2 separate regions of the Mus musculus genome follow, and region 2 is linked to region 1. The links are chromatin contacts, called in public Hi-C maps. All regions are on one chromosome and are shown on one strand. Each heading gives the region's core, a stretch centred on a gene start, on an enhancer-like site or on the middle of the called end of the contact. The rest is flanking DNA. Distances are from core to core; before and after follow the strand shown.

The links. A called contact is a pair of places that touch in the nucleus more often than the background predicts.
Region 2: a Hi-C map of bone marrow-derived macrophages shows a contact between it and region 1, with 20 read pairs. The contact joins the enhancer-like site here to the promoter of Clec4a4 in region 1. A contact is called at or near these places in 1 of 39 promoter capture datasets (macrophages), 1 of 484 Hi-C or Micro-C datasets (bone marrow-derived macrophages) and 4 of 9 other capture datasets (adipose tissue, liver, macrophages and 1 more).

What each region holds. Positions count from the first base shown.
Region 1 is chr6:122,988,741-122,992,198 of GRCm38.p6, reverse strand. It overlaps Clec4a4 (C-type lectin domain family 4, member a4), which reads right to left and starts at 1,832. Exons shown (of 6, transcript NM_001005860.2): 1 at 1,751-1,832; 2 at 323-439. The coding sequence starts at 1,832.
Region 2 is chr6:123,205,443-123,209,289 of GRCm38.p6, reverse strand. No RefSeq gene overlaps it. Among named protein-coding and RNA genes, the nearest start is that of Clec4n, 22 kb to the left of the region's middle. Within about 2 kb of position 1,624, at least 21 of the 459 cell types and tissues checked have an H3K27ac peak or open chromatin away from gene starts, as enhancers often do. A contact at or near this core is called in bone marrow-derived macrophages, where this site is marked.

The DNA.
Region 1 (3,458 bases), core at 583-3,082:
CTGGGCAGGACAGAAGCAGCTAGGAATTAGCTGAAGAACTCTTCTTGGACAATTTCTTCCTAGCTCTTTCTTGTCCACAAGTTCACATTAGATGAAAGAGCCCTGTACACATACAGCTTGACATCTTGATGCAAATGAAAAAAAATGTAGATTTGACCTCTTAGCCTAATAAAGACAGTCCCACACAGACACTCATGAATGTGATTTTAATTTTCACCAAAGAATATTTCTTCTTCATATTTCCATTAAATGCCAACTGCTAGAGTGGAACCTGTCTTCATCTAAGGCAGACAAGGCCCATTGATGTGTGCAGGATACTTACTGATAAAAGCAACTAAGAATGTGATTGCCAGCAGCAGGAGAAGTAGCATCAGGGATGTAAGAAGCAGTGAGGGGGAACCAGGCTTTCTTAGATCACGGATAGGTTTCTCTCTGGGAGCTAGAAGGAGAAGCACATTCATTTCATGAGAAATAAGTCCATCCTTGTTTCTTCTTTTCCACACTTCTTTTTTCCCATTTTGTCTAGGATACATAATTTACTAATAGTATGAACATTTCAAGTAACAGAAAAATAAAAGCACAAACTTACACTGTTGAAATAACTGATATTAATATTTTGAGATCTGAAAAATATATATGTGTGTGTATATACATATATATGTGTATATATGTATATATATGTACATATATATATATATATATATATATATATATATATATATATATATATATATGAAAATACTTGGTTCATAGCCTTTCATGGAGGTGTGTGTGTGTGTGTGTGTGTGTGTGTGTGTGTGTGTGTGTGTGTGTGTGTGAAGGGAAGTGTAATGAGGTAGGATCTCACTGTGTAGTACTGGATGGTCTGCAACTCATTATGTAGACCAGACTGGGCTCAAATCTTCAGTGATCCTCCTGCCTCTGCCTCCTCAGTGCTGGAATTAGGCCAATCCTGGCCCTTGCAGTAAATCTTAAAGTATGTGCATATAAAGTGTTTTCCTGCATGATGACCCAACATAAATAGTGCCACCTGGCCTACAACTTTTCTTTACATTAGTATTGTAAATACATTTTCATTTCACTATGTTTTCTTAGTGTTCTTTATTATAGATTCAGCACTGTATACATAAATAACTTCCAAACTGCCAAAATATTAAAGACACATATACAATAACAGATAAATATTTCTATTCATAGTCCATCACTTTAGCATAATGTCTGTCTGCTAGCCACCACCACATGGCTGGAAACTTCATGGAGGAAGGTACAATTTAGTGGCACAGCAACTAGCCATCAAGTGAGAGGTTCTTCTGTGATCTATAGTATAAATGAAAAAGTTCCTTCAAGATAAAATCTCAACACAGAAACAGTTTTCATGAAGTTACAAAATACTGTCAAACATAGAAGGTAGAGATCACTATTAAACAATATGACTTCATTTTCAGAAAAAAAATGTATTTATGCTCATTTGTATAGAGCAGTAAATGCAGCAAGATTCAAGGTTTAGTTTCTGTAAATGGCAAGAGCAAAAAACATTCTGAGAAAGCTTTTCCTTCCCACTATAAAACTGTCCAGCTCTTCAAGTTGATCTACAAATAGTTTAAACAACTAAGACTCCAGTAAAATACCAGATGGGAGCGCTCAAAGAATCATTCACAAATACCACCTAACTTTGCTAGTGGCCATTCCTTTATCCTCCAGTCTACATAAGTACAGAAAGGTGGTTTTGTTTCCTTTTGTTTTGTTTTACCTGCAGGACATTTTGAGTAGGTGTCCAAGGAGTCGGATTCATTCGTGATCCTCACTTCTGCATAAGTGATTTCTGAAGCCATTTCAAGAAAAGACCTGCCTCCCTCAGAAAGCACAACTCATTCTCTCTCTAAGGCTCTGTAGTATGTGAGAACCAATTGCAGCAACAGGTTGTCATGTCACACAATTGTATGAAAGAAGAGGCATGTCTCACTAGGTTAAACCACATGAGAACAAGAAACCACAGCACGGAATCACTCAGGTCACACAGGGGAAATCCAACCTCTTAATACAAGAAAATAAGAATTGTAGCCCTCAAACCCACTCAGCGAGGTATGCAAGGACTGCAAAGTGGGAACTCAAAGGGGGAAGAAAAGAAATAGGAAGGAGAAGAAAAGAGGAACCATGCTATTAGAGAACTCTATCCTAAGACACAGCAAACATAAACTCGCGCAGTTCTATATGCAAACCAGTTTTCCTTTTTTTTAAGGAAAACCAGACAAAATGGGCAAACACTTAAGACATGACATTGATTTTGACTGAAGAAACAAATTGTGATATCACATTCTAGAGGATCGTTGTCCCTCACTGCCACGCACTTCAGTCGAGTCAGCTTGACAGACTGTGAAGCCTAAAAGCCACTCACAAGGCAGAGAGTTTCAAGGAAGCTCACCTCCTGGAGTTTATCCATATACTCTATTCCTGCGTTAGTCTGGTGTATGGATCTATGAGCTCTCTTTTAATATTTTATTATAAATACCTTTTAAGATTAAATTATGTTATAGTTAGTCTCCCCAGTGTTCCAAGATCCCAGAAGCGGCCAGAGCTTAAAATCCTGTGAGAAGGCAGTAAGGAAGTTAGCCTATTCAGTAACTAATTAAGCATTACAATAGACAGAGCCAGTGGCTCAACTGGTCTGCAGAAAGAGCCAGAGAATCTCTCCAAGATAGAAATCTTCAGTAAGGCTACATTGAATATTAAAAGCAAGTTGGTATATTCTCCTGACAACTGGAGATTCTCCAGATACTTAAAAGTTACACTCATATAAGAATTTAGCAAGGCCTAGGAAATTAGGTGGGTTGTGATATTACATTATTCTTGAGGTCTGCCAAGAGCAGAACCCCCTGGTGCTAGCCTTCACAAGGTTCACAGGTATAACACTAAAGTGTAAAATCCTTGCCTGTCACTAAGCTGACCCTAGACAGGACTGCTTTATCTTTACTGTAAACATTTACCTGGTTCCTGTAAATCCTTTTAAAGTCATTCCTTTGTTTTGTACCTGGTAACTTCAATGTACCTTGCCTGCTGTGACTTCCGACCCTTGTATTTTCTGTACTATAAAAAGTTTGATGCTCAACCTGACAAATACATTCAGATTCTACACAACCTCTCCTGTGTACATCTGTCTGTCATATCATCCAATGCTTTGCCCACCTGCGACTAGAGACCCGTTCCACGCAGACATAGGGATCAGAGGGTCTGCGACACCTCACCATTGTGTGGGATCCCACTTTTCTCTCAGCTGCCTACAGTATTGGGAAGGCAAAGCTCATATCCTGTTTCTTCTGAAGCTGATCCTCTGAACACTCTGCCTCCTGCCACAGGTACATAACTACCTGCATGGGGACTCTCCACTCACTTTGATATTGGTCACATCTAGAGCTCCTGAAACAGCTCTGGATAGTAGCTTGTGGGAGGACATTGTTCTC
Region 2 (3,847 bases), core at 375-2,874, 220 kb before region 1:
GGAAATTGCCTAAATAGAACTCCAGTGGCTCAGGTTTAAGGTCAAAATTGATAAATGGGACCTCATGAAACTAAAAAGTTTCTGTAAGGCAAAAGACACAGAAAATAGGACAATCAGCAACCTACAAATTGGGGGAAAAAATCTTCACTAACCCCACCTCTGGTAGAGGGTTAATATCCAAAATATATAAAGAACTCAAGAAGATATCTCAAAAAAAAAAAACCAAATAACTCAATTTTAAAAATGAGGTATACTTCTTAGAAGGAAAACAAAATACTAATAGGAGCAAATATAGAGATAAAATGTAGAGCAGAAACTGAAGGAAAGGCCATCGAGAGACTGTCCCACCTGGAGATTGATCCCATATACAGTTACCAAACCCAGACACTATTGCTGATGCTAAGAAGTACATGCTGACAGGAGCCTGATATAGCTGTCTCCTCAGAGTCCCTGTCTGAGCCTTACAAATACAGAGGCAGATGCTTGCAGGCAACCATTGAAATGAGTTCAGGGTCCCCAGTAGAGGAGTTAGAGAAAGGACTGAAGGAGCTGAAGGGGTTTGCAACCCCATAGGAAGAACAACAATATCAACCAACCATACCCCCCAGAGCTCCCAGGGACTAAGTCAAGGAGTACACAAGGCTCCAGTTTCGTATGTAGTAGATGATGACCTTGTTAAGCATCAATGAAAGGAGAGGACCTTGGTCCTATGAAGGTTTGATAGATGTCCCAGTGTAGGGGAATCAAGGGTGGGGAGGTGGGAGTGGGTGGGTGAGTGGAGGAACACCCTCATAGAAACAGGTGGAGGGAGGATGGGATAGGGGATTTCCAGGAGTTGGTGGAAACTGGAAAAGGAGATAACATTTGAAGTTTAAATAAAGAAGATATCTAATAAAAAAAAGGGGGGGGGCATAGCACCAAACAGAGAATTCACAACAGTGGAATCTCCAATTGTCTCCAATGCCTGAGAAGCACTTAAAGAAATGTTCAAAGTCCTTAGTCATCAGGGAAATGCAAATCAAAACAACTCTGAGATTCCACCTTACACCAATCAGAATGGCTAAGACCAAAACCTCAGATGACAACAAGCACATGCTGGCAAGGATGTGGAGAAAAAGAAACAGTCCTCAATAACTGGTAGAATTGCAAAATGGCACAACCACCATGCTTCCCATTTCTAAAGGGAAAATTTGGCTTAATTAGTAACATTCAATTTTCCACAAAGGTAGTAATGCCACCTCAGAAGCTGCTGGAGGGTTGTTTGCTTGTTTGTTTGTTTGTTTTTCACACATTGACTTATGTAACTGGTTATATAAAAGAGTCTGAACACTGGAAAAAATGTGCCTGACTTGAAGGCCTAAAATTTTTAAAACCTACAGTCATAAGGGTTCTCAAATACTTTGATCCCCCTTTTAGCTCACATTCTAAAATAAAGATAGAGGAGAGCAGATGGTAATAGGACAATGGGGATCTGCACCTCTTTAGAAGTACTTCTTTGGGACAATTCCAATCTCCATTGTCCAGATACCAGCAATCCAGTTCAGTAGTGTCAGGATACCAACAGTCCAGCTCAAATATGCCACCAAACACAAATCAGCAGTGGCAGCATGATTCTGCAGAAACAGCTAAGCTTCCACTGACTCAGCATGAGTCAGCAGGAGTGAACATAACCAGTCATAACACCAAGAGAAGTTCTCTGCCTTGTCTCTTTCAATAAAGATCAATGAAGAAGCTAGACCAACTAAGCATTGCACAGCAGACAATGCAAGCATTCCATCACTGTTTGTTGTGTCCTACTTTTAATCTCTCCTAAGATTTTATCACATGTCCTTTCATGGGTCTACTTCAGCAAAACATCACATGAGCCTGCTTCAGGAAAGTATCACATGACACAACCAGATATTTTTCCTTCACTTACTGGCTCAGGGCTGAGCAAGACTTGTGTAGGTTTCCGTTTGTCACCATTAGCCTGCTACATGAAATGTTAGAAAAAACAGGAGTAATTGTCTATATTATTTTTTTCTACACCAATTTAGAATTTCTTGTGTCAAAGGATGCTACCTTGTACTTAAAGATATTTTAGCAAGGTTTTCATTTAATATCTAATAAAGAATATTTAATATTTCTTATGTTTTATAGGAAGTATACAAGTTCACATGGGTGTGTTTTAATCATCATTGTTGCTACATTAACAAGTTGGGCCTTATGTTTTCATTCTTTATTTACCTAACTCTAAACTGTAATCCATGATTATTCTTAAAGATTAATTAAACAACACACAAACCAGGAATCACTGCATGTTAGTGGCTGGGGCTAGTGCTTTCTGCAACTCATTAGAGAAATTAAATGGAAAGATAATCTATAAAATATTACTATAATTACATACTTAGTAACTTATTAAGTTATCTCAGGAATTGGAGCAATGAATACATGGTTGTAAAGACTGGGTGCTGAGATCTCTGACTTGTTGATGAAGGGCACAAACTGTCAAATAAAATAGAAGTAAATACTAAGATCCATACATAGTACAATAAAATGAGAATAGCACCATCCTGTATATCTGAATTTTCCTTAAAGGACTGTCTTAGTCAGGGTTTCTATTCCTGCACAAACATCATGACCAAGAGGCAAGTTGGGGAGGAAAGGGTTTATTCGGCTTATACTTCCATGCTGCTGTTCATCACCAAAGGAAGTCAGGACTGGAACTCAAGCAGGTCAGGGAGCAGGAGCTGATGCAGAGGCCATGGAGGGATGTTCTTTACTGGCTTGCCTCACCTGGCTTGCTCAGCCTGCTCTCTTATAGAACCCAAGACTACCAGCCCAGAGATGGTCCCACCCACAAGGGGCCTTTCCCCCTTGATCACTAATTGAGAAAATGCCTTACAGTTGGATCTCATGGAGGCATTTCCTCAAATGAAGCTCCTTTCTCTGTGATAACTCCAGCTGTGTCAAGTTGACACAAAACTAGCTAGTACAATTGACCCCTTGTCAACTTGACACACAAAAACATCACTAGTAAGCCTCAACCCTTACAATCTTATTCATCCCCAAGATCTAAATAACTTTAAAAGTCCCACAGTCTTTACATATTCTTAAAATTTCAATCTCTTTAAATTCAAAGTCTTTTTACAATTAAAAGTCTCTTAACTGTGGGCTCCACTAAAACAGTTTCTTCCTTCAAGAGGGAAAATATCAGGGCACAGTCACAATCAAAAGCAAAAGTCAATCTCCAACCGTCCAATGTCTGGGATCCAACTCACGATCTTCTGGGCTCCTCCAAGGGCTTGGGTCACTTCTCCAGCCAGGCCCTTTGTAGCACACACATCATCCTCTAGGCTCCAGATGCCTGTACTCCACTGCTGCTGCTGCTCTTGGTGGTCATCTCATGGTACTGGCATCTCCAAAACACTGCATGACCCCTTCAGTCCTGGGCCTTCAATTGCAACTGAGGCTGCACCTTCACCAATGGCCTTCCATGGCCTCTCACAGTGCCGAGCCTCAGCTGCTTTGCGTGACCCCCTTCATGCCTTCAAAACCAGTACCACCCGGGTGACCCTTACATATTACCAAGTCCCGCTGCAGCAGGAGTACAACCTTGGCCATCTCTGGAACACAGCCTCTTTGTGCTTTCAGAAAACACTTCCCAGAAGATGTCACCTCAATGATGCTGGTCTCTTCTTAATCACCGCTAATTTCTTAACTCCAGCTAACCAGCATCAATAGTCCCAGTAATACAAAGTTTTTGCTTTGGTAGTTCTGGTATCTTGTTAATCACAGCTGATTCTTCAGCCCCGGCTAACCAGAACTACAGAATCTTCACAATCAAAACAGCAATGGCCCTGGAAAG